Linked DNA regions of Zea mays: region 2 is linked to region 1. Evidence: chromatin contacts called from public Hi-C data. All regions are on one chromosome and are shown on one strand. Each heading gives the region's core, a stretch centred on a gene start, on an enhancer-like site or on the middle of the called end of the contact. The rest is flanking DNA. Distances are from core to core; before and after follow the strand shown. Region 1 has its middle 25 kb from the start of LOC100274564. Region 2 has its middle 6.5 kb from the start of LOC100382707.

The links. Hi-C and Micro-C count contacts between places; a contact is called where the count stands out from the background.
Region 2: a Hi-C map of endosperm shows a contact between it and region 1, with 6 times the contacts expected there. The contact joins two enhancer-like sites. A contact is called at or near these places in 8 of 25 Hi-C or Micro-C datasets (bundle sheath, ear, endosperm and 3 more).

Annotation. Positions count from the first base shown.
Region 1 is chr4:25,448,407-25,453,152 of Zm-B73-REFERENCE-NAM-5.0, forward strand. No RefSeq gene overlaps it. Among protein-coding and RNA genes, the nearest start is that of LOC100274564, 25 kb to the left of the region's middle. Within about 2 kb of position 2,270, at least 18 of the 20 cell types and tissues checked have an H3K27ac peak or open chromatin away from gene starts, as enhancers often do. A contact at or near this core is called in bundle sheath, ear, endosperm and 3 more, where this site is marked.
Region 2 is chr4:25,513,250-25,517,995 of Zm-B73-REFERENCE-NAM-5.0, forward strand. No RefSeq gene overlaps it. Among protein-coding and RNA genes, the nearest start is that of LOC100382707, 6.5 kb to the right of the region's middle. Within about 2 kb of position 2,927, at least 19 of the 20 cell types and tissues checked have an H3K27ac peak or open chromatin away from gene starts, as enhancers often do. A contact at or near this core is called in bundle sheath, ear, endosperm and 3 more, where this site is marked.

The DNA.
Region 1 (4,746 bases), core at 1,020-3,519:
CTGCTGGCCCCGACAGCAAGGGGCGCTGAACCCAGGGCTCCCAGACCACATCCATATCGACGTCAAGCTCCGCGAGCCGCGTCGGCAGGGCCGGCTCTGGGCATAGGGCCACCGGGCGCGGCCGCCCTAGACCCCCAAATCCCAGAGGCTCCACCCTCAGCAGTTAATCACATATAGAACATAATAGTTAATATTGTGTTATATAATCTAATCACCAAGTTGAAAGTTTTGAAGCTAAGCTCGCTAGAACCGCTCATATATATTCTATTCAGATTTTTAAGCTAAAATTATTGAAAAAACTATTTTTAAGGTCTATAATGTCTCATAAACGATTGAATAGTTTGGTCACCTTATATATTAAGAAAAAATATTAGATAAAATTAATATTAACACGATCATTCCAAATAAAATTTTGAAGAATCTTTTGAGGTATAGTAAAATGTATTTGGTATAATATTTTAATATCACATTAATTGTTATCAATATAATACAATATTATATATGTATATGCATACTCAAAAAGGTTATTGTACATTTAGGGGGAGATCAAAAGGAAAGTGGGCTCTATATTGTTTTGGTGAATAGATACTCAACACATGTTGTTTAGACTAACATAAGAAGTGAGTATAGTTATATTAAGCGCTCGGAAGAGGACATAGTGCAAATCTATACGGACCGAGTAAAAAGTTAAGCTATGGACACTTAGTCAAATATTTTTGTGTGCTAATCATATTTGTCTAAGTGTCAGGAACTTTATGAAGTCAAGACAAAAGGAGCAAAAGAGATCAAGAAAGAAAAAGGAAAACATGTGCTGGACTGAAGAACATCGGACAGTCCGGTGCCTCTCACCGGACAGCGGTATTCAAGTTGATAAAGAGATAATCGTGGTATTCAAGTTTATATTTGGATCACTTGAAAGGGGTTGAGTGCAACCCTCGTCCATTGAAACGCCACAACGTGGAGTAGGCAAGTATTCTACTTGATCGAACCACGGGATAAAAAATCGTCGTGTCATTTGTCTTTATCATATTGCGATTTTGTCTCTATTCACTTCACTTACATAATTGCTCTAAGTTTAATAATCACTTAGTGAAGAGCAATTAAGTGAAGAAGTTTACTCCTCTCATCCTCCTCTTTCGAACTTGGCTCTTGCTTTCACTAATCCAAAAATAGTCCAATTTTGTTTTGTCGAGCTGTTTTTATAGGATCACCTATTCACCTCCCTTTAGGTGCTATAAGGGGCCTAAATTTTTATGTAGACCACCGAGATTTCAGTTCTGGCCTTAAGCCGCGGGCCCTCCAGTACTTGGTTCGGACCTTCGAGACCCGCGTAGCTGCGTCGCCGTCGACCCCGACATCACGCGACGCTAAACCCCGAGCTCCCAGACCACATTCGCATCAACGTCAGGCTTCACGAGTTGCGGGACCTCCAGTTGGCCATGTACTTGGCCGGGCCTTCGACAGCCGCGCAGCTGTGTCACCGCCAACCCCGACAGCGCCATTGGTTTATCAAATTTTTTGCAACTATGGATGGGTGCACTAGATTGGGTTGTTTGCTTCGAATTAAAGTCAACTGTTTGGAGTGATGCATCTACAATCCATAGAGACAAAAATACTATACAAGCAGTAGAAGTCGGTACGGATTGAAGCACAACACAATCTAAAGACTAGCAATATATTATTGTTATGGATAGACTACACGTATGTTTATTACCGATCAAACAAACAGGAACTAAGGGCATGTTTAGTTTGGTGTCTAACTTGTCACACTTTGTCTAACTTTTCTACCTAAGGTTAGTTCTTCAATTCGAACGACTAATCTTAGGCAAAGTGTGACACATTTAGCCACGAACCAAACAGTCCCTAAATATCGGAGTTGGATGGTCGGGGCGCAGGCAGGAGGAGGAGAAGAAAAAAAAAATCAGGACGGAGGTCGTACCTGGTACGGTAGTAGATTTCACTGTCCCCATATTTTTTAATATTAAATTACTACGAAAAGCAGTAAATAAGAAAAAAAAGGAAAGGAAAGGAAAGGATCGGCAGTCCTTTTGCCTGCACGCCCACGCACCGACCACCGACCCGAGGCAGGCGTCAGCGGATGCCCCACCTGTCGCTGATCTTCCCTCCCATTCCCGCCACGACCACGAGAAGCGAGCCCGAACCGCAGCGCGGGAACGCGTGTGGGCCTCGGCCTAGGCCTAGGCGGTGACCCGACCTCCGCCGATGACGCGTGGGGCCCGAACTCCGCCACATGTGGTCCCGGGGGTGTGACCGAGCACGTCGCGGTGCGTATCGGCTAGTAATCCGGGGGATTCGGCGAGCGAGCGAGCACACGCCTCCTACCCGCTACGAGATTAGCGTGGCCTCCGGATCCGCTGCGGCGCGGCGGGCAACGGCCACCGGCTACCCCGGTAGCGGGGTCCCGGCGGTGGGCGCTATGGCCCTGTGCCTGTGCGGGCGGCGAGCGGGACGATGCTGCAATGCATGCTGCGCAGGTAGGAGGAGTAGGAGGGGGGAGCGGGTGGTGGGGCCGTCCCCCTCGGGATCCGGTGTTTCGGGTCGCTCGCCATCGCCGTGTGGGGTCTGGGTCTATGGTGTGGCGGGCACTGGGCAGCAGGGCGGTACGGGCGTCCTGGCGCGGGTCACGTGACGCGGCGGGGCCCAGAGCCGCGCGGCGACCGGCGTGTGTGGCTGGCTGGGGCGCGCGCCTGTGTTTGCGAGCAGAGATGGGGTGTGGTCTGTGGTGTTGGGGAAGGCAGATAGAGTCAGGCCCATCCTCGCCCACAGTCGCGCGGTTTTCCGTGGCCAGCTGTGGACGTGTGGGCGCTCAAATTTCTAGTAGTACTAATACGTATTTTCAAATTCCTAGTAGTACTAATATGTATTTTGGAGTATTTCCGTGGCCAACTGAAAATACGTATTAGTACTACTAGGAATTTAGTCCCTTTAAGTAAAGCGCGCAAGTAATTTCTTGCGAATTTTCAGTTGCGCGCCTTACTAAAAGAGACTAAATCATATCAATTTTATATTTTATCTCTCGTTTATTTTAGTTTCACTAATGACTGGAGAAAGTTGGTGGATGTTTTAGTCTTTTTATTAGCCATTTAATATGTTCTGAATACTTTTAGTGCCCTGAACTAAAGTAACCAAACAAGCCCTTATGCTCCGTAGACCTTATCGTACTGCCCGTGGTTTAACCAAACAAGTTTGTTTGCTTGCCTTGAGTCCATACCGGTATCTACTACTTCTATAGTGTTTTTTGTTTCTATAGATTGCAGCTGCAGCAGTCAGTTGAATAGCCCAACAACATTTGATGCAACAGCCACAAATTTTATAGAAATAAAATTTTATGTTATCTCTGAACCGGAGGCCTTAATAATTATATAATGGAGGAAGTAGTATGTACAGTAAGTAGCACACGCGCATCATGATTCATGCATTGCAACCGTTGATATAGTCGCGTACAATCGGGGGCAGCTACTACTCGTGCAAGTGTATATAATTGAGTGTCAAACACCAACGAATAGCGCGCGAGAGAGAGGGAGAGGGAGAGAAAAGAATCAAAATGTTGTTGTTTCGACGATGGAGATCACCTAAGATGCTTTTTTGGTCGGCCTAAACTCGGTGTCCCCAACCAACCTCTCCTAGCTAGCTTTAATTTAACAGGGTGCATTTAATTTCTTCATGAATTAATCTGGTAAACGCGGGTTTGCCTTAAAACGAAACCGGAACGGGATATACTGTATAGTTTAGAGCTGGTAGGTTGGACAAAGCCGAAGTTGGAGCATGCATGTTACTTATTGGAACCGGCAACGGCAAACGATCTGCACGTCCACAACCAAGCAACTGGAATACTTGCGCTGCTGCTGTCCTCGGCGTCCATGCCATTGCCATACCATGCACGCTACATAGGACTGGGCGTTCGGTTCTTCGGTTCGGTTCGATTACTCGATTTTTATAGAAATTTGGTTCTTTCAAAAACTAGAACCGAAATAGCAAGATAAAGAAACCAGAACTGACTAGTTCGGTTCTCGGTTCTTCGGTTCTAACCGAACTATATCAACCACTCTAAAATTCTGAATAACGACAACTTTTGTGAGAAATTTCAACAGCATCTTCCCACAAACAACCACAAGTGCACAATGCCCATAATTTCATAGATAATACATGGATGATTAGAGGTTCAACATAAGTCGATAAACCAACATCCGAAGTTACAAACACATGTAACAAATTGAATATGTACAAACACATGGATGATTAGAGTGCAGAACCGAAAATATCTCATTTATTTCGGTTCTCAAAAAACCAAAACTGAATTTCATAACGGTTCCTTCGGTTCGGTTAGTTCGGTTTCGGTTCTCGGTTATTTCGGTTCGATTCCTCGGTTTCGGTTCTTTTTTCCCACGCCTAACGCTGTCGCCGCTATGCTCCGAGAACCGGCACCCGACAACGTATGTACACCACCAACGGTACATTCGCCACACGGTGAGGCCTGGTGGCTGCACGCTCCAGCTGCGCTCGGATCGGACGCGGTTGTACATCCCTGCCACCCTTACCTCTTCGACCAAGAGGTGGCAGAGTCGGTGGTCCCCTTTTGGATGCTTTGCGGAGGCTCCGCGACCGTGGGCTCACCGCGCCCGGAGTCATTGCCGCTTTCCACCATAGGAGAGCGCTGCCGCTGCTGGAGAGGCGCATGTGCCTGGATGAGATGACGCCCAAGGCCTCCGTGGAGAGTTCCCGGAT
Region 2 (4,746 bases), core at 1,677-4,176, 66 kb after region 1:
GACCTTGCGCTGATGGAGCTCTTCGGATCTGGCGTACTTTTCAAACAACTTATAGAGCTCTTGGAGGTTTTTGGGTGGGTCCCTGATGCAGTGACTGTATAGGACGCCAGGCCGAAGGCCACTGATGGCGTAGTGTATGGCAATTTGGTCGTCGACCGAGGGCAGTTGTGACTTGAGAGTCAAGAACTTGCGGTAGTACTCCCGCAGGGTTTCCTTCTCTTGCTGTTTGCAGAGTGACAGCTCAGCCAAGGCATCAGTGTCTGGGCGGTACCCTTGGAAGTTAAGCAGAAACTTGTCCCGAAGACTTCTCCAGGAGTCGATGAACAATGGGGGCAACCTGGTGTACCAGGTCAAGGCCGGACCCTCGAGGGCGATGATGAAAGACTTGGCCATCGTGGCGTTGTCCCCTTCGGATGATGCAACGATGACTTGATAGCTCATGATGTATTGTGCTGGGTTAGTGCTGCCATTGTACTTGGGGTAGGTGTCTGCCCTGAAGTTGGCGGGCCATGGTGATACTTGCAGTTGCGGCGCCAGGGGGCTTCGCTCATCAAGGTAGTTGATGCCCTAGAAAGCTGCGGCGTGCGGTATGAAGGGTCCGCGCTGGGGAATGAATAAATCTCCGACTAGCGCGCGCTGTTGGAGGGGCCGACCGTGCTGCAGATCGTGTTGGCCTTCGCGCTGCATGAGCGCAATCTCTAGTTCGAGTTCCCGAGCCCTCTGCTCTTCGTCTCGTATCATCTGGCGCACCTTGTCTTGCGCGGAGACACGTTGGCGCTTGGCCTCGAGGATTTCTTTCTGCTTTTGAAGGTTACAGTTCTTGATGCGCAGGGCCCGTAGCTGTAGCTGTTCTTATGCTGAGATGCTGATGACTTCGACGTCCTCTGTGGCGTCCTTGCCCTCCAGTGGAGCGAAGCCTGGGGGTGGTTCTTGTGGTTGTCCTCCGGAGCTGCAGGTGCGGAGGGTGCCTTCGGGAGTGGGTTGATCATTGTGCTGTCTCTTGTTGAGTGCGTCGTCTTCGCAGGCTTCTTGGTGGGTGTTGTCTGCGAGGGCATTGCCCTTTTTCTCGGCTAGCAGTGCTGCCTTCGCTGCTTCGTTGACGGATGGGGCTGCCTTCGAGCTAGCTCTCTTGGGTGCCATCGCGGGTGGTTTGCTCGTAGCACGAATGGTGGGCGTTAAATGTTGGAACTTGCTCTCCTGGGCAAATTGATCCAACGGGGGGGGTGGTGGAAAGAGTGCAAGTAAGGTTTAACTCGAGATGACAATTGCTCTGTTAATCCAGCCTCTCAAGGGCACTGTACGGGGGTATTTATAGGTGCCCGAGTGCCCAACGTCTCGATGTAAGGACGTTTATGCCCTCAGGCACCTAGATTATCCCCAGAATATTCCCATAAGGGAGGGTTACAGACTGTCATTACAGAAAAGCTATTACAAATCGGGCACGTAACACGCTTCTCCGTGCGGGGCCTGTTACAATGGGCCGAATCCCACGTGGGCCTCCAGGTTGGGTGATGACGTGGGATGAGAAGCCTTCGTCGTAGGCCTTCGTCTTGCGGTGAGGAGGACGGAGGGTGGGCCATGCCGTCATCTTGCTTCCGATGGTGCAGCGGGGTCACGAAGGCCTAGAGCGAAGGGTAGCGCCTTCCCCTTCGCCCCAACAGGCGGTCTCCCCGTTCGGCGCAGGGGTCCTACTCGGCTGTGACGCCCCCAGTGAAGCCGAGGGTGCTGCCTCACCCTCCTCTGACGCCCCCAGTGAAGCCGAGGGTGCTGCCTCACCCTCCTCTGACGCCTGAGACGCGGGGTTTGTAAGAAACTTCTGAGTTTGTATATGGATATCGCTCCAAGACTTTTCGTTTTATTCTCTATCGTGCACTTTCTCTTGTGTTTCGCGTTCGCCGGCTTGTCTTTTGTTACTGAGTTCGTATCAGAATGCTAGTTACCTTTTTAGGAGAAGGATGGTGAGTGAGGAAGCAGTATACCGGAAGCGTAGGTGTTCCCGTGGCTCGGTTGACCCTTTCCTATCAGGATGTCCCTTTGTTCCTTTAGGATTTCGTTTTTCGACTAGGCCAAACACACAAAACTCATTTTTAGGAAAAAAAAACTTTACTGAGAAATAGTGGCACATAGCGATTCCCCCCTTTAGCCCCCGAGGGAGGCTCGGTCCGGTGAAAACAGGACCGAAACCTTTTTATTAATATTTTATTAATAAGGATTTGGAATACACGACAGCTTGGAATTCTAGGGATAAAAAGCGACATAGCTGTTGTACTTCTGGAGTTCTGGTGTATCACCACCGTATGCAGCGCCAATGAGATCTCTTTTGGACTGCTTGGCCCCACACTTCCGATGGACTCACTCACTCGGTCCGTCCGTTCCCCTCCGACGAGCGAGGCGAGAGCGAGACACGCTGCGCGCACGACGTCGGATCCGAAGAGTGCGAGGGCGAGAGCGACCGCGGATTCCCGAAGGCCATCGATTGTTTGGGCGAGGTGGGAGATCGGGGAACCTAAGTTAACCTTGGACGGCACACCTCCCCAGGTGCACATCGATTGTTTGCTGGTGGCAGGTGCGGCGGGCCCCGCGCGTGCCTCCCGCGCGGCAGGCAAAGCGGCCGCTGCGGTGGGGCCCGCTGCTCCCCGGCCCAGTGGACACAGCCCGCCGCTGCTCGTTCATGGTACCGCTACAGTAGTATGAGTGAGTCCCTCCCGCTGCGGCTGCGCCACCGCCGCCTCCCTCGGGGGGCAGCGTAGCGAATGCTGAGGGGCGTGACCGACGAGACGAGACGAGGCGAGGCGTGGGGCGCGGCGCGACGACGTGACCCAGCCAGTGTCAAGACGGACGCGGTCTGTCTGTCATCCGGACCAGTAGCAAGCATAATCAGCGAGTGCCGTGCCGGTCAAACCAGCTGCGCTTGCTTTGCTCGTGCAGCCGTGCAGGTCAGGTAGTACAGCACTACAGTGCGTCGCCAGTTGCGGTTGGCCTGGCCGGCGCTGTAGCAGCGAGCTTGTGCGCAAGTCCGGGCAGCAGTCAGCAGAGGTGGGCATGGGCATGGCACGCGGCGTGGCCCTGGAACCGGCACGGCACCCGCTCCGCTCACATGGTCTTGTAGTTCTGGTCCTCCACGCTCGAGTCTTGATCTTGACCACCCGCCCGGGCTGCAGCCTTTTTTCGCTGCCCAGCCCCACTGCTCCGTCCGTCTGCGTCTGGGGCAGTGGAACTGGATTCCACTGCTCCGTCTGCGTCTGCGTCTGCGTCTGCGTCCAAAAAATAAAATGCACTCGCACGCAGTATAGTGTTGCCGTATACTACTGCGTGCGTGCGTGCGTACGTACACGGACACGGCAATACACTACGACACAATATGATAGGGACACTGTGCTGTGCTGTACCTACTGCCCTGTGCTCTGCATGCACGCGTCGCGTCGTACTCCACGGCGACGGCGGCCAGCCGGATCGGATCGGATCGGATGTGCCGTCCCGGACCCGGAGTCCGTCCGTGCAGAGGCGGCCGATCGATACTACATATGGTTGTACATGCCATGAATGAACTGTATGCGGCTGATTGGTTGAGTGCCTCACGTGGGCTAGCATCCTGCGCGCTTGGCTCAGTGATTGTCCCCCGCGTCATCTCTACGGATGCAGGCTTATAGTGGAAAAAAAAGTTATAGCCTGCACGTCTACATGCTGGACAACATCCTTATATGCATGCAACCAATCAGGATCACGTGCTTGATTAAAGCACGCGGAGAGCCTGGTTAGCTCTATACAGGCAACCAATCACTTGGTATGTGGTTCCCTTTCCTTCATTTAATAAGAGGTTTGGGCAGGTACGCGTTGCGTGGCTAAATTATCATTGCATGTCCCCTGGATAGGAGATCAACGGGTGAGGCGTGCTGGTCAATGGTCGTGCTGCCGTGTGATTACGATAAGGGCCCGTTTGTTTCCTTAGAAATGAAACTCATTCCATGAATAAAATTCTAGATATTAGATTCCTAAAGAAAGTAATTCCTTAGAATTTGATTCAATTCAATTTTTTGTTTGGATGCTAATGGAATTCTTTTCCATGAATCAAATTCAATATCCTGTTTGGATAGTTATATATGGAATTTACATATTTAGAGGGAAGTAACCACATCAACTTGTACACGACAAAATACACCCGTTTCTTGTGTGCACATGTGCCTTGATGAGTCATATACATGTGCAATAGATTGGAGACAAGTTTTCACCCTACAATTTATCAAGCAGCATGCATCACGAGAATAGTAATAATAATGCAGATTTGTCTCAAATGTCTACATATCATTGGAACACATTACTTGCTACTCAATGTGATGTTCAATTCACCCAACATAAACTAAGACAACAACATCAACACACCCAGCAACAGTTGAATTCACCCAACCACAACTCGGTTCACTTTTTAACTTGCTTCAACAGCCATCTCTTCCTTATGGTCACGGGAAGTGCCAATAAGGACTCGTACTTGCGCGCATCACCTGTTAAGATATCAAACAAGTCTAAAAATGTGTCTTCATCTAACCCATCTATCTCCTCCAATGTGCTAAAAATTTCTTTTGATGTTGGCCCTTTTGGTGCATCATCCCTAATAGCTTCAGTGAACTTGTCTAATTTCTCCGCCATCATTGAGGTGGAGGAATCACTAGACCGCTGCCTCTTCAAGCTTCCTGAGGTTGTTGATGAAGTAATATCTTTACCGGTTCCCTCTTCCTTACTCATATCTCT